2 separate regions of the Mus musculus genome follow, and region 1 is linked to region 2. The links are chromatin contacts, called in public ChIA-PET maps. All regions are on one chromosome and are shown on one strand. The core of a region is the stretch at or near the end of the contact, and the rest is flanking DNA. Distances in the headings are between cores, read along the strand shown. Region 1 overlaps Myo1b (myosin IB). Region 2 overlaps Myo1b (myosin IB).

Region 1 (6,354 bases), core at 3,365-5,864, 120 kb before region 2:
CTTCCCAGCTCGTGTATCTGTTCTCTTCAGAGGTGCTTAGGTGGCTCTCTAGCACCTGTAGGTAGCATTTTCTCAGGCTGAGATCATTGTGATTTGTCATTAGTGACACTGCAGTGTGGACACAGTCCTAGTCCTCTCAGCTCTCTCCTGCTCCCGACACTCTGACAGGTATACCTTCTTTAGGTAGACTCCCAGCCTAGCCTCAGGATCCCTTTATTTTCTGCTGCATTGTCCACTAGGGCTGTACATAGCTGTCCCCTGTTGCCATTCTATGTAGTGGCTCTTTGCTAAACGTTTCTTACGCTTACCGCTTCAAAGGGTCCTTCTCTGTGTTCACATTCCATGTCATCTTTTGTCATCCAGGTCATCCAGTCAGGTTTTGCCCTAAGTTGTCTTTCTCTGATCGATCGGCCTATGCCATGCCAACTGCTCTACTGGTCATTGCAAATGTAAATCGAATCCCCATATTCCTCCTCATCTTGAGGTGAAGAGGCTGTGTGGCGTGCACACTGTTGATTGTAATTGTCCCAGCTGGATTGCAAATGCCTGGGAAGCGGTGGATAGATCCTTGCTCTTTTGTGCTCTGAGCAGGCTAGGTGCTGCTCGGCAGCGGTGCTGGGCAGCGGTGCTCGACAGCAGACGTCCATGCAGTTCATCATGCAGGTCGGCCCTGGGTAGATGCTCTGGCTCCCTCTGCCAGCCTGGTGCTGACCCACTTTCCTCTTCTTATCTGTGTGCAAACTATTTGTTGTACTCAGTGTGTTCTTTCTGTTACAACGAGTGTTTGTCTCTCTCTCCCTTTGTATGAACCGAGTGCTAAAGGGCTGCTGAAGTCTGTGGAAAAGACAATGGAGGGGAAAAGTTGGTAAGCAGCTTCGTTTCTTACTTTAGTTCAAAGTGACTCTGCTTTCCTCAGCATCTCTATTATGAAACATGTAAAGAGTAGAACTGTCAGTTTTAAGGTTTTAGCCTTTTAATTTCTTGGCTCACAATCTCATGTGTTTTGAAAATGCTTTCTGACCAAGTACCTATAGAGGAAGTGAACTTTTTTCCCCATCTAGATTTGATGGTGCAGTTTGTTCTTTGTCCTCCAGGGACACAGGTTGGATGGCTCTTTGCATGGGCAAGCTGACTCAGGTGGATTTTTGTATAAAATAATAGGTATGCTTTGTTCAAGGAGAGAGGTGTACAGGTGGCCCTTTGGCTGCTGTGAATGACAACATTTAGGGGACGTCCTGCCATTGCGTTGGTTGGAAGTTTAAGCGGAACTGTCATTCAAATTTAGTTAACATTTGTAAGTAGACGTGTTGTAAACGTAGGTTTTTAGGAAACATGTTTGGCATCACTTAAAAATTATTATGGCGTGCTGTAAAGGCTGATTTGTTGTCTCTCAACTCTTCATAAATCTCGCAGAGTGCAGTCAGTAAGAGTCGGGATAGCTTTGATTCTTAAATATAGTGTCACTTCTAACATTGCAAGGAAAAAGGACCCAGAAATTGATACAGAAAATGCTTCCAAATTCTAATGTGGTTGTTGATTTTAGTCAACTTTATGTGAATCAATACACTGTAACAAGTTAGCACATTTTTTTTTTTAATTCTTTTCAAATTACAAAGTAGCTTTACCCTCTGGATTTATATTATCGGGGTCTTTGGGGGAACATCCTAGCTATTTTTGTTTGATCGCTTCTCAGCTAGTAAACGTTCATGAGCTCCTAATGTAAGTGTATAAACATCTCTCCCTTTGTTTACATAGTTTATTAGACTTTATTTTAGTAGCTAGCTGCTCAGGAGTTCTGAATTTTCTTCCTAGGGACTTTCCTTAGCCACAGCTACGGAGCTATTACTGAAGCTGCACTTTCAAGGGTTGTACTTTTGCTAATATGTAGATTTACTAATTTGGAATTTTGATGTCATAACTAGGTTCTTTCACAACCAGATGGATTGTTAAAGGCGGCTGACCATTGTGTGGATAGCTGTAAGCACACAGAATCCGTGTGTGCCTGGGGAGCTGTGTGCTGGACTGTCCTGTTTATTTTATGCATATCTTTCTGTGGTGTCTGTAGTTAGACTTTTAATACATGTTTTTCATGATGAGTCTGAAACAGATAGCTGCTTTCCTTTGCTTCTGAGAAAATGACATTGAGATTTTTGTGGACTGGCATATGCTGGCTTTTCTTTCTTTCTTTTTTTTTTTTTTTAGAATATTCTTTAGAATTCCCCAAATGAAGGAAATCAGCCTTTCTAGAATTAATCATGGCAGCAATGATGGAAACAGGGACAGGAGACTATAGGAACAAACTTGGGGAGACTGTGTTATGTAGTTTTGTGGGGAAACTGAGGCTTGGAGAGGTAGCATTAGGCCTGAGCTATCATGGGCACACGCAACCGGATGTGGACCTTGGATCTTCTGGGTTTGAATGCTCTGATGAAGTAGTAAAGTGGGCAGAAGTCTTAAGGATGTAGCTTAGCGGTAGAGCACTGTTCTGGCATTCAGTGGTCCAGGCTTTGAGTGGACAGGTGGTGTAAGCAGAGGGAGAGGGCTGGCAGGGCACTAGAGGACTTTGGTGGGATTTTTATCCGGTGGAACAAAATGAGCTTAGTACCTTCTGATTAGTAAGTGGATTCTTTTGGAAGGGCAGTTGGTTTTCCCGAAGGCTGTACTCAGTTTAATAATTACTTGGTGCTCTTGGCACCTGTGGATCCGAAGGGGCCAATGACTGCTGTCAGCTTGCCAGTTATATTTGAGCAGTTTTACATTCACACTGGGGTCCCAGGGTTCGCCAATCTAAACATTTGACTCCTTGGAATCTTTTTTATCCGCCTCGAGGTAATGGATTGAGAAGTCTAAGAGTTATAATTAGCGCATTCCCTCGTACAGCTGAGTTTGTGTTTCTGGATGGAGCAGTGGTTTATGGTGTTTGGCTACCTTGTCCCTCAGGGATCGTAGCCCTTCAGACGTTAGCTCATTGATTCTTGTAACGCTGCTCCCTGTGAGTTGTGTAGCATGATTACAGGTTCCCTCTTAACACTAGTGTTCTGCATCTCCCGGGCTTGTGGAAGGCGAGGGACGCTTCGGTGGGGTGTGAGGAAACAAAGGGGGGAAGGACAGGATGTGGCTGTTTGGTGAGCCTTGATGAGATGTTCCTTCCTGAAGTTCCTGACATGACTTAGTGGACCTAACTCTGGGAAGTGACAGTAGGGACCTGGTGTTGGCTGTGCGTTCTCCTAGGGAATGTGTGCTAGTTACTTTGCTGCTGTCACAAAGTAAGTTGCAAGGGCTGCTTAAAAAAAGGGGAGCATTTATGTTGGCTCACCATTCAAGTGTGCAGACTGTCACAGAGAAGTCATGGCATGGTGGGGGAGGTGGACACACTGTACGCACAGTCAGGAAGCAAAGAGAGAGGGATGCTGGCACCCAGCTAAGTCTTGAACCCCCAACTCTCGAATGGTGCCACACAGGTAGGGTGTGTCTGATAAAACCAAAGCCAGAAACTCCCACTCTGACACTTCCAGAAGTTCATCTCCAGAGGATTCTAGATCCTGTTTGTTGGCAGAGAGAAGAACGGAGATTAAAGGTAGGAGTCCAGGAGAATGGAGGAGGTCTTTAGCAAATGAGGTGATTAAATTAGGTACCTGGACATCCTTGGGGAAAGACCGGTGGAAGAGCATGTGTGCTCTTAAGGTCAAAAGAAGAAAGCCGTTTCTGCTGCATTTCTTCTCTGCCAGTCTGTGTACACCTTGCTCTCGTCCTGAGTTTGGAGACCAGAAGTTGGAATTCCAGACGTGAATTCCATTGGATTACAGTCTGATTTTACTATTGCCAAGTTTCAGATGGATATACAGACTGTACCAGTATGCATCTGGGGTCCTTCCTTGTACCTGGTATGTCTCACCCTCAGCCTGTGGGCCAGCTGTGGCCCAGGAGAGCTGTGAGTATGGCCCAACACAAAACTGTAAACTCACTGAAGTATTAATTTTTTTCACAGTCTCTTTTCAGTAACATCATTCTACTGTTTCCGAGCATGACCTTTGTAGAGGGCCTTGCATTGCGTTATCTATAGGTCATGTGCCAGGTAAACTATTTCTGCATGACTTGGATAATGTACAGTGAGACAGACGACATCTTACCTCTGGGTTGCTCTGAAGAGCTTGGCAATTTAGGACTCAGCTCAAAGGGTGTGCACATAACTACTGCAAGTGCAGGGAGGCTCTAAGCCCCTTAGCGTGGCCCATCTTTCCTGACTCTCGCAGAGGAGCAACCCTCTTGGAGCCAGTGCTTTTTCTGTCGGGAGGGAGGTTTTGCCTGGGATGTGATGCCTGACTCTCCACCGAGTCATTCTCGTCCATCAGGAGATAATGGTGGAGATACGCTGGTTAGTAATCTAAAACCTTCACTATCCCGGCACCTCAAGAATCCTTCTAATTAGTCTAGATGATATGTTAGTCAGATTTGCTTTCCACAGCTGGAAACAGCCTCCCTGCCTCCCAAGCCCCCATCTCTTTATGAACTGCAAAGTCTAGATGCTGCTTTCCAGTCCCCACAGCCTGCCTGGGAGTGAGCGAGTGGACATTGGCTCCTAGGCAGCTCTTGTTGATCAAGCTGGTTTGCGTGCTTGGGTGGAGACCAACCTTGACCTTGATCAGTGGTGATTCTGTCCACTTCTGGTTTTGCAGAGACACCCTCTGGGGTGTTAACCCTGAGATAACCGTAATGTCACAGTCGTACCCTTACACAGGGCTGTTGGCTGATGGACTTACATTTGTAGCTGTCTCTTTACTCTCAGGCCTTGTTCAAAGCTATTTGATCTTCACTGCCTGTTCCCTAGAACTCTAATGAAAGCCCTCTGAGCAGCAATTCAGTAGTCTTAGTAGAAGACCTTGGAGAAAGGCTGACAGTGGGCCTCCCTCCCATGTATTGGCTTTACCAGTGAAATAAAAGACTGGAAATTCAGCTAACTATAATTTGTGACATAAACACAGGAGATAGACACTACACATATAAATGTCTCTTAGCAAGCATGTTGGTAGGAGTGAAAATTAACATAGTCTGAACCTTGTCACAAATGATGTCAGCCCTCTTTCTCACATACATTGAACAACAGAAATCACCCCTATGGTTGTGTGGTTCACTAAACCCAGCTCTTTAAAGAACTACATGTGCCAGGACCTGTCTTGCATCCAGAGTGCCAGCCTGTCTTTCTCAGGGGAGGAGCAGGGACACACACTCACTCGGTATTATTGATTGGTGTGTCACAGTGCCTGAGATGCTGTGATGTCCACTGTAGACAGAGTTGGCTTAAGCAATGGACATTTGTTTCTTACAGCTCTGGAAGCTGGGAAGTTCAAAATTTGGTTTCTGCTGCGTCTCCTCTTGATGGCTTACAGAAACATTGGTATCCCCTCACATTTATGTCTTTTATAAAGACAAAATCTCCCTATGTCCTTCCTGGTGTCCTCTAGTACCTCAGAACCGGGAAATAGAGCTTTAGGTGGGAGAACACAAGCATTCAGTCCCTAACAGCTGGCTTGCTTGGAGTGTGCTACCTAGGATCGATGACTCCTCACACTGGGTTAAATCAGGCCAGGCCATGTTTAAGGCAAGAAGCTCAGCTGAACCTCCTGAGGCTCAGAACTGGAACTACCCCGGCATCTGAAGCTTTTCTGTCTGCCCCACGTGTTCTGTCTTCAGGAGTCAGTCTTTCCTGCAGAAGGGTGGCCTCTGCAAGGCTCCCCTAAATGACTTGTTCTCAGCATCTCCACCAATTTCTACGTCAGTGCTTGCAGCCCCTTGACTGTGGTTTGTGTGGCCTGGTCCCAGGCCCATGGAAGCCGGCACTGTTCCGACCAGAGTGCATTGCCCAGTTAGCTGTGGCCTGGATGAAGATGCTGCTGTTGGAGACCATTGGAAGTGTTGGCATGCTGTGTATTGTGTGGGGTTTGTCTTAGAGTGGAGGGACTTCAAGAGAGGAGATTAATGAGGAAGGCAAAAGAGTTGTGAGGGCATGGGTTCTCTGCCAAGAAATCTGTTTCTTTTTTTGAAGTAAAATATACATAAATGAAATTTATGAGTTTAGCTTTTCATAAGAATTCTAGTAAATTAAGGATTTAGGCCAATGTAAGCATCTTGATTTGAGTTTTTTTTTAATTTCTTGGTCATCTACATTTTCTTTTCTTTTTCTTCTTTACTTTCCTCTTCTTTTCTTTTCTTTTCTTTTCTTTTCTTTTCGATAGTGGGCACATACTTCTCTTAGTCATTAGAGAGGTCATTTGAAATGTCAAAAGTGGACAGTTTGGGTTGGAAGGTTGCTCAGTGAGTAGTAGAAGCATTTGCCACTAATTCTGATGATTTATT
Region 2 (6,354 bases), core at 2,112-4,611:
GAAGAAAAAATGGCTGCCAGTGTCTCTTCACAGAGCATGCATCTGGCCCTTTGTGGACCGATTAGCAGTAGTGCTTTCCTGGCTGAGCATGCTTTACTTGAGAATCTAAACCCCAGAGTGACCAGGATCTTCTATGAATCCATCAAAGTACTTACCTCATGCATCGGTGATCTATAGCATATATCATTCAAGTAGCTGTTTCAACATCCTGCAAATTCCTTTCATGTGCGCCATTAGGTTTAGACGACTTTGGCTAAGTCTGTCTATTGTTTTTTTTTAATTAGTTATTCCAACTAGAAGACCTAAGGAAGCAGCGGCTGGAGGACCTGGCCACTCTCATTCAGAAGATTTATCGAGGATGGAAATGCCGTACACATTTTCTGCTCATGAAAAGAAGCCAAGTTGTGATTGCTGCCTGGTACAGGAGATATGCGGTGAGTCTGTTGTTACAACCCGAGGCTCACTTCTCAACATTCTCTAAGTGCCTCTTGTGTTTGTAACTTACATTGCTAAAATTTCCCAACAGTCTCTGGAAATAGTTGTTACTCCTTTTTTAACATGGGAAAACAAGGCACCGGGCTGCTGGGTACCCTGCCCATAGCTGTCAGTGGCAGAGCATGGATTTGAGCCTAAGCATTTCCAGAGTGTGGATTTAGTGCTTCAGAGTACTTTGCTCTGATCTCCAGGAAGCATGTAGCAGGAAATCTATCTCTGGTTTTGCCAGCAGCTTGAGGAGACTGTGATCAGATCCTTTCACTCTGATGGGATCATTTCTCTAAAATTGCTGGCTGGCTGCGTACATTGTGCAGCATTGAAGATAGAGGACTTCTAGAGTGCCGGAAATCTCTTTTAGTACAACTATGGTCTGGCTAAAGGACTGCATTTTCGCTAGTCCTCGGATATCTGGCCCTACTGTGGAGGAGTCAATGATAAAGTATATTTGCTTAGTTAATATAGAGCGTCCTTTTGGAAACGTTCTCAGTTGGTTGGCTGCTTTGTCGGAGGCATCCCACAGGTCTGAGAAGGACCTGAAGGTTTACCTCCGCCACCATCCCGTAAATTTACTTAGGTTGTATTCTTGCAAATGAATCGCATTGATAAGAAAGATCACAGCTTATGAATGTCTTCATTCTTTGCTTCTGTGCAAAATTTTAAAAATGCATTAAATTTGCAGCCAGGTCTTATTTAGTACATGCTTCCCTCTGCTTCTGAGGAGACGTTTTTCCATAAGACAAAAATCAAGATAAAATCTATAGTTTCGTGAAATACATAATAGCATCCCCAAATTTGGGGAACCATTAATATATTTCAAAGATAAAAAGCTTGAAGTGTGCTTGGTCTTTTAGTGGGGTCTTTAGATGCTTGTTCTAATGAGGAAGATCACAGCCACCGTCCAAGTCGTAGAATGACTACACTCGAGGGCTGGATTTGTTCGTGTCCGTTCAGCTAAGACAAAGTAGACGGTAGTCATCCTGCCTGGTGGCTTCGGTCTCTCGCTTTCTTAGCCTTGCCCATTCTCGATGCTCTTTTCTGTTTGCTTGAGAGATGGAGGACCGACAGATAACCTGTCTTCAAGAAAGACTTTTTATCCCTGCTTATTTTGGAGTCATTAAAACATTTAAGCTTGAATGGGTCCTGAATTAATCTGTCTTAAATCCTACAAACAGCCTTAGCAGAGTGGACCCACAACCTGGATCCTGACTTTATGAAGTTCACCTTTAGCAAGGGAAAGTAGGTATCTGGGTATCTGTCTAGTTACTGTGATCAACACAGTAAATGAAACAACTTGGGCGGGAAGGGTGTACTTAGCATTCCACCCCCACATTCCAAGTTCATCATTAAAGGGAATCAGGACAGGAACTCGCACAGGGCAGGAACTCGGAAGCAGGAGACTATGCAGAGGCCATGGAAGAGTACGGCTTACTGCTTTGCTCTCCTTGATTTGCTCAGCTTTTTTGGAGGGATATTTCAAGCCAAAATCTATACTCCCGACCTCTCTCCAATACTTCTGAAGATCTGGATGAAGCCTAGGCTCTCAGATGTCATGAGAATAGCAATCAACTATCATGCGCCACAGTGAAAGGTTAACAACCTGACTTTAGTGTTTTTTAAATTCTTTGCATTTTCCTCAGAGTTGCCAATCCCCCCAACATCCATTCCAAACCAATAAAAACAGGAAGGGTATACTTTTCTTGGGAGAGCTCTAGCAGCTTCACTGTGTTAAGCCATCAACTCTATAGCAAGGTCAGTGGGCATGGAGCTTGTTGAGCCAAAGTGTAGTTGAGTGCCTTTCACACTGTTGACTTTTGACACAGCCTGTCCTCATGGGTGAGGATGGAGTTAGACTCACACATTCTCGGAGTTCTGTCTACACTTTAACTGATACCCTGATTTCCCAACTTGAAGTAGAGTAGGAATAGGAAATCTAAAAGTAACCTGATGGTTAGAGGTAGGCTGACCCAGTATGGTGCTTGGTGAAAATGATGCCAAGAAGAGACTACTCTCAAAAAGTAGGTGCAAAGAAAGCATATAGGTCAACTCAGAATGCTCTGTTGATGGTGGGCAGTGTGGGGAATGCTGCCTCCCAGCATCAAGCAGGGAACAGTCATTGGTAAGAGTGGAAGATCGGCATCCTTCATGTGGACTGCAGACTTACTGTAATAGTGTTGGACTATCTAACCTTTCAGTTTCTAGGGTTGTAGATGATCAGGCATCCACCGCTCAGAGTGAACAGATCCCCTTCTTTGGCCTTGCAAGGTCTACCTTTTAGCTATGCAGATATGACTATTCACAGCTCCCCTTTATTCTGCAGCAACAAAAGCGGTACCAGCAGATAAAGAGTTCAGCCCTGGTGATTCAGTCGTACATCCGGGGCTGGAAGGTGAGTTTCAGTAAGTGTGCTTTCTGTATGTGGGAGCTGGGGTTCTTCATAAAGGGTGACGTCTTCAGGCTCACTCTGCAGGGGAAGCTTTCTCATCTCCACCTGTTCTGTAAACAGCCTCATGGAAAGAGTAAATATTATGGGGCTGTGCAGGGAACCCTGGTGACCATGTCTTGGCTGCTTCCTTCTAATCCGCTTTATTTTTTTTTCAAGACTTTGTTCTCTAAGCAGGAAGTCCCTGAAATAACACTGTATATAATCTCAATATCCTCATGCCCAGTGGTTTTGAGAGAAGCACATTGTCTAGAAAGCTGTCTCACAGCCACTACCTGAGTCCTGTGGGTCTTAGCCACACATCTTTCCAGTGATGACCCCCTGCAGCTGCCTCATATTGTCTGAAGGCTCGTGGCTGTAGCCAGGGCTCTCATAAGAGGAAAGAGGGTCACGGGCACAGTTGCTACACTGGTTCCAGATCCTTCCAGCTAAGGCTTGGTTCACGGGTCAGTGAACTTTGGGCCACAGGCAAACTTCAGCCTGTGTTCTGGTTCATACAACCTGCAAGCCAAGAACGGTTTTTATGTTATGAACCATTGTAAACAAAAAGCAGAAAAGAGTTCAGAGCATGTGAAAAGTATATGAACTATGTATTTTAATATCCATACATAAAGACATGACCATGTTGATTTATTGTAGACTCTTGGTCCATGGTCCATAATAGCAGAGTCTGGTAGCTGTGATATTTACTCATCCTCTCCTGACCTCCTCTTTCACTGATACGCACGCATACGCGCGCACACACACACACACACACACACACTCTTCTCCTTTTATTGCCGTTTCAAAGCCTCACTATCTTACTTTTTACAGAAAAAGTTTATTGACCCCGGAACCCTCCAGTCCTACTCCAGGATTCTTCCGACTGCTTTCCTACCTAGAATGTTTTAGATGCAGAAGGGATACTTTGAGGTTGTGGTCAGTCTACAGCTTCTTGAAATGGTACAGGCTGGGCTACAAATCTAGTTGCATAGATTGGCCTTGGTGTAGGCCTTGCCCAGATTAAGGGCTTATCCAAGTCAATGTGGCCTGTGACCTGTAGGCTGTAGGCTCTGGGACTGGTCAGTTTATAGGATAGAGGCCCCCAGGGCAGGACCCAAAGCTTATTCCCAAGCCAGGTAGGTGCCTTCCTAGCTTGGGCAACTACTAAAAAGTCATCACTGGTGTGGACAAGAAACAAAAATCTTTTCATTTGAAAGGATAGCCACAGTGACTTTCGACAGAAAGAGCAAAGAGGCGTAGAGGACTTTTGGAGAACCATATAGAACGGAGAATGACTGTCTACCTTCTATGAATGGCAGTCTGCCTCGGTGTGGCCATATTGTCCCTGTCGTGTCCCACCCATGGTGGGAGTCCACCCTGATGTGCCAGTGTCTCCAGGCATGCACTGCTTTTCACAGCAGCTTCTCACTGGGCCATGTGCGTTTGCACTGTTACCTTTTTGGAAACTATTTTCTACTCACTGTTAAGTTAATTTAATTATGTGTGTGTGTGTGTGTGTGTGTGTGTGTGTGTGTGTGTGTGTGTGTGTGTGTTTGTGTGAGAGTGTATGAGTGTGTGTGAGTGTGTGTGTGTAAGTATACACACACACTCACACACACACATATAAACGGGTACATGGGCATGATTTCTCTACCATAGGCTCGAAAAATCCTGCGGGAGCTGAAGCATCAGAAGCGCTGTAAGGAGGCAGCCACCACCATCGCGGCGTACTGGCATGGCACCCAGGTAGACCAGAGGCCCTGAGGAGGGTGCGGTTGAGTTGGGGGTAACTGCAGAGCCGAAGACCCTCAGATTCAGGCAGAAAATGATTCACTGGCTTGAGCACGTTTGCCTCTTGCTCTTTGCAGCGTTTCGGTGTGGGTGGCGGCACCTGCTTTCGCGTTCAGCATCTGTGGTGACTGGTGTCTGTCTCCTTTTCTATCTCCATTGGGAAGCAGCAGCAATCTTCCCTGCCTTAACTCTTTCTGTAACTCCTTTTCAAACGCACCACAGGCGCGAAGGGAGCTGAGACGGCTGAAGGACGAGGCTAGGAATAAGCACGCTATTGCAGTTATTTGGGCTTACTGGCTTGGATCGAAGGTACTGGATGCACACTTCCCATCACTGAGCCCGGGAATGCTGCAGGAACCAACCCTGATCTCTAGCATAGCAGGGAGGAATGACTGCAGTTAGTAGTACCTCAGTGCATGATCTAGCAGCCAAATTAATAAAAAAAACGGGGGTGCTAGACAGTAGTATGCCGTGGAAGTTTTGGCATGCACAGAGCAAAAACCTAACATCACTAATAAGGCTCTAGCATAGATTTTTTTTTTAATTCTCTAAATTAACTTGCATGGTTAGTGCCCACTGTCTCTCACCATTGAATGCTGGCCAGATCTTAGGGATACTTGTATGCAGGGGCGCATGTGGAGAATGGTCGTTGAATTGGGGTTTGAATCAGTTTGTATAGTGTGTTGACAGAATAATGCCAGTAACGCATGCTTTACCAGAATTAATCCTTGAATGAAATTGCATTTCAGGCTGAATGTGGCATCTTTTGGTGACTGTAAGCCAATGGTGTCATGGGTACAGGGAAGGATCACCCAAAATTTCACAGAAATCTGTGTTCACGTGAGGCTAGCCATACTTGCCAGGGAAGAGTCCCAGGAATGCCAGCATTGCTGTTTGTTTTCAGAAGCAAAGGCCCCCCTGCAACTCACTGGCCCAGGCCGACTCTGGGCTCTGTGAGCATTCACACACCCCAAGGAACAAGAGATTTTCTAACCTAGAAAATCAAGTCATCTTTGCTTAAAATGTGTTAGAAACACAGAACTCTACCGAGTCGTGTGGGTTTTTACTAATGCCTACCCTGTCAGCATTGTAAGCCCATCTCTTGAGAAGAAGTCAGCCTTGGAGGCTCCACGAAAAGGTTCCCAGAGTCTGACCAACATTGTTCCTTTGTGCTTTTTCCAAAGTCTGTAAAACCCAGCCTAGTTCCTTAGCCAGTTTAGGGAAGTGAACCAGCAGAAATGCTGGTCCTGTTGTTCCTTCTCCAGTCTCAGGAATGAAATGTCTCAAAAGGCAGTGCCCGGCCTGCTCTGTCTTAGGCAACAGCGTGCCTGAGATTGGTTTCCCAGTCATCTTTTTAACCTGACAGTTCTATCATTTTTTGCCTGATTTCAGTTTTTAGTGTGTTATACTATTTGGGATCCTGGTCAAAATGTATTTGTTTTGGGCAGTGTGAGGGCTTGATCCCAGGGCCTTCTGAATGTTAGGTAAGCGGTCTGCCGCTGAGCTGTGTTTGCCCCTAGTGTAATTCAGTTTTCCATCCTGCTGCTAGCTCAAACCGGAAAGGACGTCGGTGTTTTTTGTTAGCCTTACTCTTTCGCTTGCACTTCACATGCACAACCTTTACTTTTTGTGGTTTTCCAAATTGC

What was found. ChIA-PET counts read pairs in DNA pulled down with a chosen protein or histone mark.
Region 1: an H3K27ac ChIA-PET map of liver shows a contact between it and region 2, with 2.3 times the contacts expected there. The contact joins two enhancer-like sites. A contact is called at or near these places in 1 of 15 datasets of contacts at CTCF or cohesin (the NIH/3T3 cell line), 6 of 484 Hi-C or Micro-C datasets (extraembryonic endoderm stem cells, liver, nephron progenitors and 1 more), 5 of 115 datasets of contacts at active chromatin or transcription factors (cardiomyocytes, embryonic stem cells, hepatocytes and 1 more) and 4 of 9 other capture datasets (adipose tissue, embryonic stem cells, liver and 1 more).

The regions. Positions count from the first base shown.
Region 1 is chr1:51,890,476-51,896,829 of GRCm38.p6, reverse strand. All of the region lies in intron 1 of Myo1b (myosin IB), which reads left to right. Among named protein-coding and RNA genes, the nearest start is that of Myo1b, 22 kb to the left of the region's middle. Within about 2 kb of position 4,614, at least 17 of the 459 cell types and tissues checked have an H3K27ac peak or open chromatin away from gene starts, as enhancers often do. A contact at or near this core is called in hepatocytes and liver, where this site is marked.
Region 2 is chr1:51,767,313-51,773,666 of GRCm38.p6, reverse strand. It overlaps Myo1b (myosin IB), which reads left to right. Exons shown (of 31, transcript NM_001161817.2): 20 at 285-434; 21 at 2,813-2,881; 22 at 4,577-4,663; 23 at 4,931-5,017. Among named protein-coding and RNA genes, the nearest start is that of Myo1b, 150 kb to the left of the region's middle. Within about 2 kb of position 3,361, at least 15 of the 459 cell types and tissues checked have an H3K27ac peak or open chromatin away from gene starts, as enhancers often do. A contact at or near this core is called in hepatocytes and liver, where this site is marked.